Linked DNA regions of Sus scrofa: regions 1 and 2 are each linked to region 3. Evidence: chromatin contacts called from public Hi-C and HiChIP or PLAC-seq data. All regions are on one chromosome and are shown on one strand. Each heading gives the region's core, a stretch centred on a gene start, on an enhancer-like site or on the middle of the called end of the contact. The rest is flanking DNA. Distances are from core to core; before and after follow the strand shown. Region 1 holds the start of CASKIN2 (caskin-2). Region 2 holds the start of GRB2 (growth factor receptor bound protein 2). Region 3 holds the start of KCTD2 (BTB/POZ domain-containing protein KCTD2).

Evidence for each region. Hi-C and Micro-C count contacts between places; a contact is called where the count stands out from the background. HiChIP or PLAC-seq counts read pairs in DNA pulled down with a chosen protein or histone mark.
Region 1: an H3K27ac HiChIP or PLAC-seq map of alveolar macrophages shows a contact between it and region 3, with 5 times the contacts expected there. The contact joins the promoter of CASKIN2 here to the promoter of KCTD2 in region 3. A contact is called at or near these places in 1 of 5 promoter capture datasets (liver), 3 of 47 Hi-C or Micro-C datasets (embryonic fibroblasts, skeletal muscle and subcutaneous adipose tissue) and 1 of 2 datasets of contacts at active chromatin or transcription factors (alveolar macrophages).
Region 2: a Hi-C map of mesenteric adipose tissue shows a contact between it and region 3, with 1.7 times the contacts expected there. The contact joins the promoter of GRB2 here to the promoter of KCTD2 in region 3. A contact is called at or near these places in 1 of 5 promoter capture datasets (fetal liver), 6 of 47 Hi-C or Micro-C datasets (embryonic fibroblasts, epiblast stem cells, fetal liver and 3 more) and 2 of 2 datasets of contacts at active chromatin or transcription factors (alveolar macrophages and skeletal muscle).

Annotation. Positions count from the first base shown.
Region 1 is chr12:5,853,768-5,858,535 of Sscrofa11.1, reverse strand. CASKIN2 (caskin-2) reads right to left here and starts at 2,662. Exons shown (of 20, transcript XM_021066645.1): 1 at 2,436-2,662; 2 at 747-1,292. The coding sequence starts at 840. It overlaps TSEN54 (tRNA-splicing endonuclease subunit Sen54), which reads left to right and starts at 2,745. Exons shown (of 12, transcript XM_021066651.1): 1 at 2,745-2,833; 2 at 2,953-3,575; 3 at 3,912-4,076; 4 at 4,174-4,237; 5 at 4,322-4,405; 6 at 4,731-4,768. The coding sequence starts at 4,340.
Region 2 is chr12:5,937,232-5,942,087 of Sscrofa11.1, reverse strand. It overlaps GRB2 (growth factor receptor bound protein 2), which reads right to left and starts at 1,365. Exons shown (of 6, transcript NM_001137628.1): 1 at 1,235-1,365.
Region 3 is chr12:6,239,790-6,244,279 of Sscrofa11.1, reverse strand. It overlaps KCTD2 (BTB/POZ domain-containing protein KCTD2), which reads left to right and starts at 2,917. Exons shown (of 6, transcript XM_021066666.1): 1 at 2,917-3,326. The coding sequence starts at 2,988. ATP5H (ATP synthase, H+ transporting, mitochondrial Fo complex subunit D) reads right to left here and starts at 406. Exons shown (of 5, transcript NM_001244684.1): 1 at 274-406; 2 at 1-5. The coding sequence starts at 395.

The DNA of each region.
Region 1 (4,768 bases), core at 1,413-3,912, 390 kb after region 3:
CCCTGACCTTGCTCAGTGGGTTAAGGATCCGGCGTTGCCGTGAGCTGTGGTGTGGGTCGCAGACGCGGCTCAGGTCCCACGTTGCTGTGGCTGTGGCATAGGCCAGTGGCTACAGCTCTGATTTGACCCCTAGCCTGGGAATCTCCATGTGCCGAGAGAGCAGCTCTAGAAAAGGCAAAAAAGACAAAAAAAAAAAAAAAAAAAAAAAAAAGAACAAAAGAAAGAAAAGAAAAGAAAAAAGCTATCATACTGATATCTCCATTAAGCTGACAAAGATGCAGAGATGCTCTGGGTGAACTGGGGGTGGGGGCGGAGCTCTCTGCAGTCAGTCCTTCCTAACCCACTGCCAGAAACCCCACAGCTCCAAAGAACATGCTGGACAAACCACCTGCTAAAGGCACCTCTACGAGGGTAGGAGTTTAGGTTTGTTTCATTCACCGCTGTGGCTCATGTGGCTCGTGCTCAGAGCCTGGTACACAATAGATACTCAAAAAAATGAGAATGAACATACTTCAATCCTCCTACTTCACCGACAAGGCACTTGAGGCCCAGAGAGGTTAAATGATTTGCCTAAGGACACACAGCAAGGGGACCCAACTTCCTCTCTGGCTCTCCCACACAGAGGCGCTCCTTGTATGGAAAAAGGCAGTCCTCCCCCGCCAAGCCCCCAGGTCAGGGTGAGGCCTCCCTATGGCCTGGCACTCAGGGGAGGGTCTCCCTGGGCAGTTACCCCACCAGGTACTCACTCGTCTTTGCAGCCTTGACCTTAGCCACCAGTTTCTGCACACCAGTCACATCTCCATTCTTGACAGCGAGGATTAGGTCCTGTTCACGACCCATCCTGGTCCCTGGGCTGGGATCAGGGTTCCAGGGCAGAAGCAGGAAGCTGATCTAAGTCGAGGCGTCAGGGTGCCATCCCTGGGCCCTTGGGAGGACCAGGTGTCCGGGGGGGAGGGTGTCTGGTGTCCCAGGCTGGGGGCTTCTTGTCAGGCGCTGACAGCTACTCCCTCAAGGTGCTTCGTGAGCTGCCACCACAGGCCGGAAAGCTGATCTCTGAGGGGGTGGAGGCTGTGTGGAAATCTGGACGGATATCAGCTTGCAGCTTCCGACAGCCCAGGGATGGGCCAGGACTGGGAACGCCAATCTTCCCAAAGTGGCTCAGGAGCACCAGTGCCCACCCAGAGGGCAGCCTGCATTCCCTCGGGCCTTGGGCAGCGGCGGCAGCAGCGGCGGCGGTGGACAGGTGTCAGGGGTCTGGAAAAGGTGTGGTCCGCTGAAGGCTGGGCCAGAGCCTGAAAGGGTCCCAGAAGCAGGGCTCAGAGAAAGAACCGGACAGGGCCTCCAGGGACCCCCCAAATCATCCTGGCTGCCCTTGTGAGTCAAGGGAGGGGCTGAGCCACTCAAAGAGGGGAGGGAGCCACCACGCCTGAGAGCAGCACTTGGTGGGGGGAAGGGGTCCTGGGAGGGGGAGGTTGAGTCACTGAGGCCCCAGGGCACCTGGCAGCACCTCAACCTGGGGCAGGAGGGGCCCTGGCAGCACGACACATTGGGGTAGGCGGGGCCAGCAGCCTGTTCTCCACAGCCCCGGGCACTGACACCCACAGACAACTGGTGGGCCAGAAGGTGGGGCCTGGCAGAAGGTCAGGCGCAGGCAGCCCGGCCCGTGGTCACTCCCTGTGGAAGGCGCCTGCCCCCAGACCCCTCCCTCTCTAAGCTTTGCTGTAATAGCTGGATGCCCTTGCCCCAGGGCTCTTCATGAATCTAGAGGGTGGAGTGGGAGCTACGGCTCTCCATCTCTGGCCGAGGGTCTGCCTGCAGGACAGGGAGGCTTTCCGGCACCTGTTGCTGACCCTTGCGCGGGATGGGGAAGCAGCTGGGCAGAGAACAGAGATAAGAGCTGGGGCACCGCTGGTAAATGAGGCTGCCTGGCCCCCCCCAAGCCTGAATCTGTGGCCCAGAGCCCCGACTTCACTTTAGAAAAGCTTACGTCAGTTCCTCAGTGGCCATGAATTTGCTGCCCAAGTCCTGTGGCATGAGCCCCGTGCAGGCCTGGGGCCCTAGCTGGGGTCGCCCTTCCTCCCAAAATGTCCCAAGCCCAACCCAGAGGGCACTCCAGCTCAAGGCCCGAGGCCGACATTGGGGGAGGGCGCCCCTGGCAGTGCCTGGGGTCGGGCTGGCTCCCCCGCCCCCCGGAATGCCAGTCCAGCGCCGCGCAACCCCCCCAACCCAGCCCAGCTCCAGCCGACCGGGGAACAAAGCGGCGGGAGGGACCGGGAGGGCCAAGTGCCGGAGGGATTGATGCGGGAGGACGGGATAGGGGCGCGAAAAGGACAGAAGGAGCCGACAGATGTAGGCGCCCGCCGATCCCGCAGGAAAAGTTAGTTTGTACCCGCCCTCAAGGGTGCTGACCCCCAGCTCAGACCCCGCCGTCTCACCTCTCCAGCCGCCCCGCTGGGGGTCCGGCTGGTCCCGCTCGGTCCCTGGCACTCCGGACGGCGGCTCCCACTGCCCCCCTTACCCCTTTTCTCCTTCTTCTCCTCCTTTTCCAAGGCCGGCTCGGCGCCTCCCGCAGGAAATCCCGCCCCTCCCCCTTCCCTCCCGCCGGATCGGGAGCGGAGGGATCGTCCCGGCCGCGCAGTCGGGCTGTCAGTCAGTGCCTGGGGCCCCGCCCCGAGCCGCCCAGGCCCCGCCCCCATCACTCGGGTCCGGACCTTGGACACTGCCTCGCTCAGCGCATGCGCCCAGGTGAAGCGGCGGGGGTGGGGACGAGAGTACGCTGCGTCCCGGCTGTTGGAGCAGGGGCGATCTGGGGCTCTAGGGTTCAGACTGAAGGGTGAGGTGCCCTGTTTGTGACGGGCGGGAGGGAAGACATGATGCGAAGGGGTCTGGGAACCGAGACCCAGGAATCTCACTTGGGAAATCCCCCTTCCCTTTTGCCCCTCGCCCCTCCAGGGACCGCCGCGGCGACCTCTGCCCGCGAGGCCAGAATAGCAGACCAACAACCGCTGGTTGGAGCAATGGTGCCACCTAGCGGCCCGTGTCGGAGCGGCCCGTGGTGGCGGCGGCGGGGACCCCAGCTTCGAGGAGGTGCCTATGACCATCTATGGTGGCGCTTCAGCACCATCGTGGGTCGGACAGCGGCCTCCCGCCCCCGGCCCTGAAAACATAGTTTCCGAGCCCTTAGGAAGAGACCCAACGGAAGACCCTGAAGGAACACCGAACCTCCCTAGATCGCATCTGACAGCCCTCGGCGGCCTCCAGTTTGTGAAGCTGGAATTCGGGAACCTAGCACTCGCCCATCTCTACACCCCTCTTCTTCCCTCCCTGTCCCAATGGGTGATGGGGACTAAGCAGCTCAGGGCTGCGGAGGGGAAGATCATGAATTTGACTCTTCATAGCACACTTTCAAACGTCAGGCTCCGCAAGTTTTACTAGAGAGGAGCCCAGAGGAGGGCTGGGGATCGGAGAGATGGTCCTAACAAATCCAGAAACCTGCAAGCTCTCCGCCTCCGGAATCGAGCCCCATGTCTGTTGGCAGGCGCTAGGACCCAGGACACCAGGAAGGTGGAAAGCAGGTGGGTTGATCTGGAGCGCGGAGGAGCAGAGGTCGGATTGGCGGGCGCTAGGGCCGCGCGGAGTTCCGGCGGTGGGCGGGGCATGGGCGGCGCGCGCGCGCGCGCGCGCAGCTGCAGACGGCGGCCCGATGGAGCCCGAACCTGGGTCCGCCGAGGTGGAGGTTCCTCCCGGGCGCGTGCTCAGGTGCGGCGCGGCGCGGCCCGGCCCGGGGGAGGCGCCGGGACCGCAGGGTGGGCGCAGGGAAGGAGATGGGCACCCAGGACGGGGATCCCGGCCAGGGCCGAGCGGTCCCGACTGCGTGGCGCTAACCCCGCGTCCCTTCTTGCTTTCCCCAGTGTGCCGGAGCTCTTCGCCGCCCGCTCGCGGCCCCAGAAGCTGCCCCAGCGCTCGCATGGCCCCAAGGACTTCCTTCCCGACGGCTCGGCGGCCCAGGCTGAGCGGCTGCGCTTGTGCCGCGAGGAGCTCTGGCAGCTGCTGGCGGAGGAGCGCGTGGAGCGCCTGTGAGGGGGGCGGGCCGGGCCGGGGGCGGAGCCGGGCGGACGGACCGGGTCGACTAAGCCCGCAGATTGAGACGGCCCCCTCCCCACTCCTTGCCAGGGGCAGTTTGGTGGCCGCCGAGTGGAGACCGGAAGAAGGCTTCGTGGAGCTGAAGTCTCCTGCGGTGAGCCGTGGGCCTTTGAGACAGGGAGCCCGCCCTCCCTGCCCTCCCGGCTCCTTTGTGACATTTGCTCTGGGTCCCACGCAGGGTAAATTCTGGCAGACTATGGGCTTCTCAGAGCAGGGACGGCAGCGGCTTCACCCAGAAGAGGCCTTGTATCTGCTGGAGTGTGTGAGTGGGGCCCTGGGAGCGCGGCAAAGGGCTCGGGACCAAGGAACGGGAAGGCCATGTTTTTATTGGAAGAAAAGTATATCATCTGAGCATTCTGGGAGCTTGTAACCTGATTTCCAGAGCAGGAGACAAGAGTACCACGCGGGGAGCAGGGATTCCAGCCTAATTCTGAGTGCTGCCTCCCTCCCCGACCCCCTGTCTTCCTGGTTGGCCATATTCTCGCTGCGATGGGGGGTGGGGGGGGTATAGCAAGCCAGGAAGTCGCCCCATTGGCTGTGCCACTGCAGGGAGGATTCACAAGCCGGGCTGTTGGCCCCACTTCCAGGGTTCCATCCAGCTCTTCCACGAAGACCTGCCACTGTC
Region 2 (4,856 bases), core at 116-2,615, 300 kb after region 3:
GGGAGACCTTAAGTCTCGCACAGCTCTCTAGCAACCCTTCTGGCTGACTGAAGAAACACAGTGGACGCTTCACAGCAAAGGATAAAGCAGGGAAGAGGGCATCATCTTTCCGGGAGAGAAACGGAATCTTTAAATGAGGGAGAAAAACGAACGGGCGAAAGAGCAGAAACCTCAAAAAATTATGCCAAAAGGGACAATAAGGAGGAAGGGGAAGTAGATTAGACTAAAAGGGGGGAGGGGGCAAGTGACTTGCATTATACGGAGTAAGCATTTCGTGGCCGCAGAAGACAAGGGAGAAGTTTAGAAAGGCAGCAACTGTGGAGTGCAAAGTGAACAGAGGGACTAGAAAGCCCAGAAGACTAAAGCGAATTTCTCTAGTGCGCCTTTCTTTTCCACCCTCTTCTGAGACTCAAGAGTAGCAAAAGACAGAACCCGCGAGGGCACTTCGGCTCTTCTGCAAAGTATACTTTTGCTGCATCTGAAGCCAGCCTAGGTGAACTCCCTAAATAAGCTGTTAACTAGCATGGCTTTACAATCCTATACACAGAGAGAGCTGCAAATGAAAAGTGCCAGCGATTCTCTGCCCTCGATCACGGAAATCTTTCTTCGGAGCATTCCGATTAACTGCTGCTTACTTTTCTTAACAAATGTTTTTAGGGAAGCAGTCAAAAAAAAAAAAAAAGCGCAATAAAAGTAAAGGTATTTCTACTGGCTCCGGTAACAAACGTCCTCGCTCACAGTATTAATAGGGTTGGTGGGTTTCCTCCCAAAATTCGGCCCCCAAACACCAGGAGTTGGTGACGTGGTGGCCGTATAGGTCGAAGGAGCATCAATCACCATATTTGCAACCCGCCTCGAATCCCCCGCCTCCCGGGCCAAGTCACACTGACTCACAGAATGATTACCCTGTGTTCTCGGGCTTCTCCGGGTCCCCCCTGTGCAAACCTTCACGAAGAAAGCATAAAATTAAATCAGGAGCCCCCAGCCTCTCGTCCAGGGCTCTGTTCCAAGCCAAGGGTACTGAGAGGACGGTCCCCGGGAAGGAAGCGCCCCAAAAGGGGAAACATGGAGCCCGGAGCCCGGGCGCTCCGCTCCCCGCCCGGAGCCTCGCACTCCCGACCCCCAGGCCCGGCAGCCCACGGTACCCTGGGCCCGGTCCCCCGGGGCCGACTCCCGCGACGAAGCGGGGAGGAAGCAGCACGCGAGCAGCGCCGTCGCCGCCAGCCACACTCACCGTGGCGCAGCTGCTCCGCTCCACGCCCGGCCGGCCCCTCTGCAGCGGTGCGAGCGGCCGCAGACCCCTCTGCTGCTCCCCGAGGGCAGCGCCTATTCTCGCCGCCGTCACCGCCACAGTCTTCGTCGTCGCCGCCGCGGTCCGGTAGCTGAAGCAGCACAGCCGCCTCGCTTCCGCTCCTGGTCGGGGTCCCGCGAGAACTTCCCTGTGCGGCCCCGCCCCGCCCCGCCCCCGCGAGACTTCCCCCGGCGGAAAAGGCCCAGAGCGCAAGCGCTCCTCCTCCGCCAGGCCCCCCGCAGGTAGATCAGCTACAGGCCAGAGCGCAGGCGCCAGGCCGCCCCGCAGCAGGTGGCACCGACAGGGCTCCACCCCTGGGTCGCCGTAACCCTTTCGGTGCCAGAGCGGGTCAATTACAACTCACCTCCGAAAGAAAGGACTTTTTTTTTTTTATGCCCCACATTTGCATGATTCAATTGTCATATTACTTTTGATGGCCGATATCAACTTATTTTTTTTTTATTTCTCCACTGTACAGCAAGGGGGTCAGGTTATCCTTACATGTATACATTACAATTACATTTTTCCCCCAGCCAAGAAAGGACTTTTATGCACACCCTAATCACTTCGTTTTCCCCTTCCACCAACCCAGTTTGGCGGGGTTGGGGGGGAATCTCCCTCCCACGTGAAGCAAGCCAAATAGAGGATCAGGTCTGGAAATATTTGAGAATCTGGTCCAAACAAACTCTGCTGCGTTAGGTGAATGAACATATTCGTTCGCTCATCGATTGAACCAAGTGCCTAGTACATTCTAAGCACTGTGTCAAGTATAGAGGGTCCAACTAAGAACAGAAATCCGGGCCCTTTCTGCACAGAAACGAATTCAAGATCTATAGGAGGGAAAGAACAAATAATACCATAAGTACGGTCAGAATTATTTGGAGAAGGCTGAGGAGAGGCGAGGGGTCGCCGCTCCTCCCATCTCAGAAAAGCGTTCTCGGAGAACGCTGTGGCGTTATCTGAGCTGTCTTGGAGGATGAGTAGGAGTTTGCCAGAGAAGCCATTGCAAGGGCATTCCAGGCAAAGGGAACAGCACGCACGTACGAGGGAACGGAGGCGTGGGCATCGTGTTCCCTGCAACGCGAAGTAGTTTGATTCCTGTATGAGGCGGGGTGAGTTACCTGGTAGTGGCAGAAGATGAGGCTTGGAGGAGTAACTCTTATTTTTCAGTCCCAATCAAAGGAGAGAACAGAGCATCTGACGGTGATGTGAATTCCGGAAGCCACCAAAAGAGCAAGATATAAAAATTAAGAAACGTGGGAGTTCCTGTCCTGGCACAGTGGTGAATGAATCTGACTAGGAACCATGAGGCTGCGGGTTCGATCCCTGGCCTTGCTCAGTGGGTTGGGGATCTGGCGTTGTCGTGAGCTGTGGTGTAGGTCGCAGACGCGGCTCAGATCCCGCATTGCTGTGGTTCTGGCGTAGGCCGGCAGCTACAGCTCTGATTGGACCCCTAGCCTGGGCCCTAGAAAGGCCAAAAAGACAAACAAAACAAAACATGATTCCCTGAAGAAAACAAGCCCGTTGAAATAAAGAGTATGAATTATTCTTTCACCAAGTATTTGTCAAGCATCAGCTGCATGCGTGGCACGCAGGGTGATAAATGAACTGGACAGAGCCTCTGTTTTCAGCAGTTTGTCTTCTAGAGGAGAGTTGTCTGGTCTGCAAGACAGAAGAGTTGGCCCTAAGGGTCACATGTAGGACCTGCAAAGGAGGGGGCCAGTTACCTGGAGCTCAGGCAATCAGGGAGGACTTGGCATTTGAACTATAACCTGGAAACAGGGAGGGGGAGTGATGGAATCGCTGGTCTTCCAGATCAGCCAGAGTTTAGGATCCAGGGAGCAGAGTAATGGGAGGCAAGGCCAAGATGTGCGGCTGAGGCTTTGCTGACAAATGACAGCCTCTGAAGGGTTTTGAGCAGGAGCTGTCTGGCATGAGGGGAAAAGAACAAGAGGACCATCTATCTACCACGTGATGTATGCTGATATCATGGTGTTTTTACACTGGATACTCTCTCCATTTTACAGACTGGGAAACTGAGGCTTAAAGCGGTTAGGAAGTTACCCAAGGAAACCCCAGTACATTCCATCTGAGTTTTTTTGGTGTTTTTTTTTTTTTTTTTTTTTTTTTAGCCGCGGCTACAGCATATAGACTTTTCAGGGCCAGGAATCCAACCCATGTCACAGCAATGACTCCAAGATACAGTGGTGGCCATGCTGGATCCTCAACCTGCTGAGCCACCAGGGAACCCCTAGATCTGAGATTTGAACCTACACCTGCCTTGCTCTATAACCTATATATTTTTTCCCCACTCTGATTCTTTGTTCTAGAATGGTGGCCAGAAAAAAAAAAAAAAAAAGAAATGAAAGGGAAGGGCTGAGCTGCTGGGCAGAGAGGAGGAGGAAGTGAAGGGAAAGTTGCAGTTCTCTGTTTTGAGTGGGGAGAACAGCAAAGAAATTTGCTAGTAAGAGGAGGAGCTGACTGGGAAGGGGGTTGGGGGGCATGTACAGGGAAGGGGCACATAAGAAGATGATGGTGCCCCAGTTTGGGAAATATAGAGAGTTTATCAGGAGACATGAAGGTAGAAAAATCCAGGACTGTCTGAAAGCTCAATGCATCCATTCTTTGCTCCCTAACATTAGCTGAACATCTGTTTTGTCACAGAGCTTGCAGCCTATAGGAGAAGACATACCTCTGAGACTATAACGCTCCTGGGACCGGCAGCTTTGGGAGCATACAGCAGGGGACCTGACCTGGTCCAGCACCAGGGAAGACTGGGGAAGGTTTAACCTGAGACCCTGGTTAGTCTGAGAGGTAAAGGGGGGAGGGTACAGCATGTGCAAAGGCCAGGCCGTGAGGGGAACTCCAGGAAGCCGTTTTCAGCTGGGATGAAGAAGAATGTGATACGTGGGTGAAGCCTTCAGAGAGGGGCACGCAGGGTATTTCCAGCATTGCTAAAAAACTAGAGACTTCGGGGGTCCCCCTGTGGCACAGTGGGTTAAGGATCCAGCATTGCCACAGCTGGAAGAAAACATAAGTTGCAGCTGCAACTCGGATTTGAATCCCTGGCCCAGGTACTTCCATATGCTGTGCAGAAAAAAAAAAAAAAAAAAAAAAAAAAAAAAACAAGGCAAAGACAACTCCCCCCCCCCAAAAAAAAACAACCTAGGGACTTGATTCTGTGGGATATTGAAGCAGGGGTGGATGGTGGTCAGCTTTTCATCTTCAAAATACTTTCTCACTTTAGCTGCAGAGTGGAGAATCAACCGGAGCCAAGCTGTTTATCATCTACAAGATAATGTCTTAGGAGTTCCCTGGTGGCTCCATGGGGTAAAGGTCCAGCTTTATCCCTGCCGTGGCTCTGATTATTGCTGTGGCACTGGTTTGATCCCTGGCTCAGGAATTTCTGGGTGCCACAGGCGAGGCCAAAAGGGAAAAAAAAAAAAAAAGTGATATTCTAAGACCTGTGCAAGACCCTTGTGGATCTGGCCCCTGCCTGCCAACCCCATTCTCTCAGTCTCCAGCCAAGACACACTCCACCAATACCAAACCACTGTGGTTTCCG
Region 3 (4,490 bases), core at 1,668-4,167:
CCAACCTATCAAGCAGAAAAGCAAAAGTTAAGGTTGTTCCATGAGCAACAGAAAATTTACCCAGTAATTTCTCTGTTCCTTATTCCTACAGCCCGGTGCTATCATCCTAGGATAGAACTCATAGGTATGCATACAAATCGCTTTCATTTGGAAAATGCCCATGTTTCTTTATACTTTTTGCCAGTTTAAAAGCACCAGAAAGTCATATATAATTCCAAAGCATGTTTCCACATTGTGACAGGTTAAGAGGCTCCCTCTTGGCAAGGTACTGACCTGGTGGAGAGGGTCTCATTCCAGGATTTCAGGGAGTTAGCAATGGCCTTCTGGTTTCGGGGTATGATCTCCCCAAAGGCTACCCAGTCAATGGCTTTTAGAGCAAGTTTCCGCCCAGCCATCTTCAGATCCTGGAAAATAAAACAGGTCAGATCAAAACAGAGCTCTTGGAGAGAATCCTCTGAAGGACATCTGAGAAATACAGGTGTATTTTTTTTTTTTTTTTTTTTGTCTTTTTGCCTTTTCTAGGGCCACTCCCGCGGCACATGGAAGTTCCCAGGCTAGGGGTCTAATCGGAGCTGTTGCTGCTGGCCCATGCCACAGGCACAGCCACGCCAGATCCAAGCCACGTCTATGACCTACACCACAGCTCACGGCAACGCAGGATCTTCAAACCCACTGAGCAAGGGCAGGGATCAAACCCACAACATCATGGCTCCTAGTCAAATTCATTAACCACTGAGCCATGACAGGAACTCCAGAAATATACCAGTCTTTAAGAAGGATCAGCATCAGCACTCACATCATGGCTCAGGGGTTAATGGACCTGACTAGTATCCCATGTTCGATTCCCTGGCCTTGCTCAGTGGATTGGGGATCCTCATTGCCACAACTGCGGTGTAGGTCACAGATGCAGCTCAGATCCAGCATAGCTGTGGCTGTGATGTAGACCGACAGCTACCGGTCCGATTTGACCCCTAGCCTGGGAACCTCCATATGCTGTGGGTGCAGCCCTAAAAAGACCAAAAAAAAAAAGAAAAAGAAAGACCGGCATCTTGGGTGGTTTTATTAGTCAAGTAAAGGAATGAGGATTACTAAATCAAAAAAGGACAATTTAGGTTTTCAAATTCAAGGTGTGCAACTTGGCACATAAACACGATGGTCTTCTCTCTATTCCCTAACACCTAACTCATCCTTAAAAGCTCTGTTCTCTAGTGTTTGCAGTCCATGTACCTTTGGAAATATTGCTAAAGTAATATTCATACATTACATAAAAGTTAATGATTTAAATACATTTCCACTGAGTTTGCATTTAATTCACTGATTCTCCAGTGCACAGAACGTGACACATTTTAACAAAGCGTAGTTAAATAGAGCAGACTCTTGACCAGAATTTCCTCATCTGAAAAATGAGAATAGCTCTGCTTACCTAGGAAGGGTGTTAAAAAGTTACCAAATGTAATTTGCACATCAATTTCCTCTACAATCTTTTTCTTTCTTTTTTTTAGGGCCGCACTTGTGGCACATGGAAGTTCCTGGGCTAGGGGGTCAAAGCTGCAGCCAGCCACAGCCACAGCAAAGCTGGATCCAAGCCACCATGTGCGACTTAGGCCACAGCTTGTGGCAATACCAGTCCGTAACCTACTGAAGAATGCCAGGGATTGAACCCGCATTCTCACGGAGAGGGCAGGCTATTAACCTGCTGAGGCACAAAGGGAACTCCGGCTCTACAATCTTATACAAACTTAAGGGGCTCTCTACCCGCTATTCATGTCTTATCATCCCCTGCAGCATTAGCACATACCCTGAGTATACTAGCAATACCCTTAAAAGAGGTATACAATACACGTGTGAATATGAGAGAAGATGGAAATGCATCACTGCCATTTCTTTTTTAAACAAAGACAGAATATGAGAAAATAGACATTAGGAAACAGATTGAAATATCAAAGGTCTTTACAAGCTATAGAGGGAGTCGCAAAGGAGATGGAAGAAATCTTCCCCAGGATCTTAAAAAAAAAAAAAAACCATTCGTCCAATACCTGCTGCTTCCTTTTGCTCTCAGGATAGCTAATGTTACCCAGAGGGGAGGGGAGGGACAGCTGACTTTTAAATACGCCAAACAAGTGCCCTCACAGAGACTATTCCAAGCACCAGCAGAAAGTAGGCTTCATAAATAAAGGGACTGTTGTCTTTTATTTACTACGGAATCCCCAGCGCCTAGAACAGATATTGCACACAGGAGGTGCTCAGTGAATATCTGTTGAACGGATAAACGAACCCTGCACTTGAGAGGCTCTGAAAGCTTCACACCCTCGAATGCTGGAACCCTAGTGTCACCCAGCAAGCTAAAACTATCTCCGAGAAACGTTTCCTCACCCTCCAAACCAGACTACTGAAGTCGGTCGCGCTGGGGCGGGCTAGACGAGACAAGGTTAGTAGAGGCGCCTAAGTCAAAGGCAGCAGGTCACAGAATGGTCCCTGCGACCTAGCGCTCGGGGGGAAGGGAGAGAAGGGGAGCGTGGAACAGCTGGGACACTGCCAGAGGGGAAACCGCAGGGCCCGGTGTCCTCGGCAAGGGTGCAACAAGGATCAGGCCCAGGTTTGGAGTCAGCAGGGCAGAAGAACCTGCAAGGGTCGCGACCAAGGGCCCCAAACCCCACTCACCTTCACCGACTCCGGAGGCCCTCAGTCCAAGGCAGCAAGGAACGGAAGTGGATCACCGGAAGGCCTCACCTCAGCCAATCCCAAAGCTAAAGGGACGGGCCTTGTTTCCCAAGACAGCCAATAGAGATGACGGCTACTTCCGGAAATCCCGCCCCCGGAGGCGGCCGCAGCGCCTCCACAGCACGGGTCCCCGGGCGCTGGTTGGGGGCGCTCCAGTCCCTCTCCCCCGGCCCCACCCCCGCCGATGGGCCGGCCCGGCTCTCCCTGCCGAGAGATGGGCCGGCCCGGCGGCGGGCGGGCAGCGGCGGCGGCGGCGGCGGCCCAAGATGGCGGAGCTGCAGCTGGACCCGGCGATGGCCGGGCTGGGAGGGGGTGGCGGGAGCGGGCTGGGAGATGGGGGTGGCCCGGGCCGCGGGCCCCCCAGCCCTCGCCCCGCTGGCTCCACACCCCGCGGACACGGCCGCCCGCCCACCGCCGCCGCGCAGCCACTGGAGCCGGGTCCCGGACCGCCCGAGCGGGCAGGGGGCGGCGGCGCGGCCCGCTGGGTCCGGCTGAACGTGGGCGGCACCTACTTCGTGACCACCAGGCAGACCCTAGGCCGGGAGCCCAAGTCCTTTCTCTGCCGCCTCTGCTGCCAGGAGGACCCGGAGCTGGACTCAGACAAGGTGCGCCCCGCCCTCGGGCGCGCCCCCGGCCTTCGAACCCCTTCGTTCCTCCTAGGCTGGTCCCCAGATTGCTGCGCCACTCTTCTCACTGGCGGGTTCCTCGGGCCGGGACACCCTTCCCACCTCTTTCCCCGTCAAGCTAACGCCAGGGGCTCTTCTCCATCCTCAGGCGCAGGCAGCCTTTCTCTCCTACCCCGCCCTTCGTTCTCAGCGCCTCCTACCCCACACTGTGCCCACTCTCACCCACGAGAATCCACTCCACACCCCTCCTCCGAATTCCTCTTTGCACCTCATCCCAGCCCCTCAGGTGTGCGTGAGTTTTTCCCTGGCTCCTCTTCAGCCCCTCACCGCCTGTGGCAGATGCATCCAGAACTGGGTCAGGATGAGCTAAGGCATCTTTGTAGCTTTCTCAGACTTCCTCTCGGACCCCTGTGCCAAGTTGGGTGAAGCCTGGGTCTGACGATGACAGCTGCAGGAAGTGCTTCTCGTGATATTACACATCTTTTCTGTGATCCTGGTCCCTGAGCTCGTATCTGGTAACTGTCACTGTTTCAGATCCATATTTGAGATCATATACATTCCTTGGAAAGAGGTTACCATTTGCCAGTGCAAATCTAAGCTGACCGGCTAAGACTAGTGAAAATGAAACCCAAAGAGTGCCATTGGGCAAAAGATGCGTGGCTGCTAACCAAAGAGTTGAGAGTGACAAGACACTTAACCCATTTTCAGTTTCAGCCGTTTGAATTTCTTTTTAACTTTATACGTTCATCTTTTAATTTCCAATTTATGGGCATTGACCATTACTTCACTGCCTTATAGCCCAGGTAGCACTCAGGTGTTCCTTTGCAACAAAGCTGGGGTTGGATAAACATTGGTCGATTTCATTTATTCATCTCCTGCTTCTCCAGTAATAAATCTCAGATTGAAGACCGGTCCTGCCCTAACTTTAAAGAGTTTCCAAAATCTTGCTCAGAAAAGAATTATTTTTATCTGCCCCCAGATTTTCCTCGTTGCAGTAGCAGCCAGTTTCTTCTTGTTCCCTTTACTGTAAAGATGAGTAGGATTAAAACTGCTCAGAGCCAAGTCCTGGCAGTGCCAAGCTTCCTCTGGGCACAGAGCTAGGATGTGTGAGTTACAGCTGCCAATGCACACTCCCACTGATGT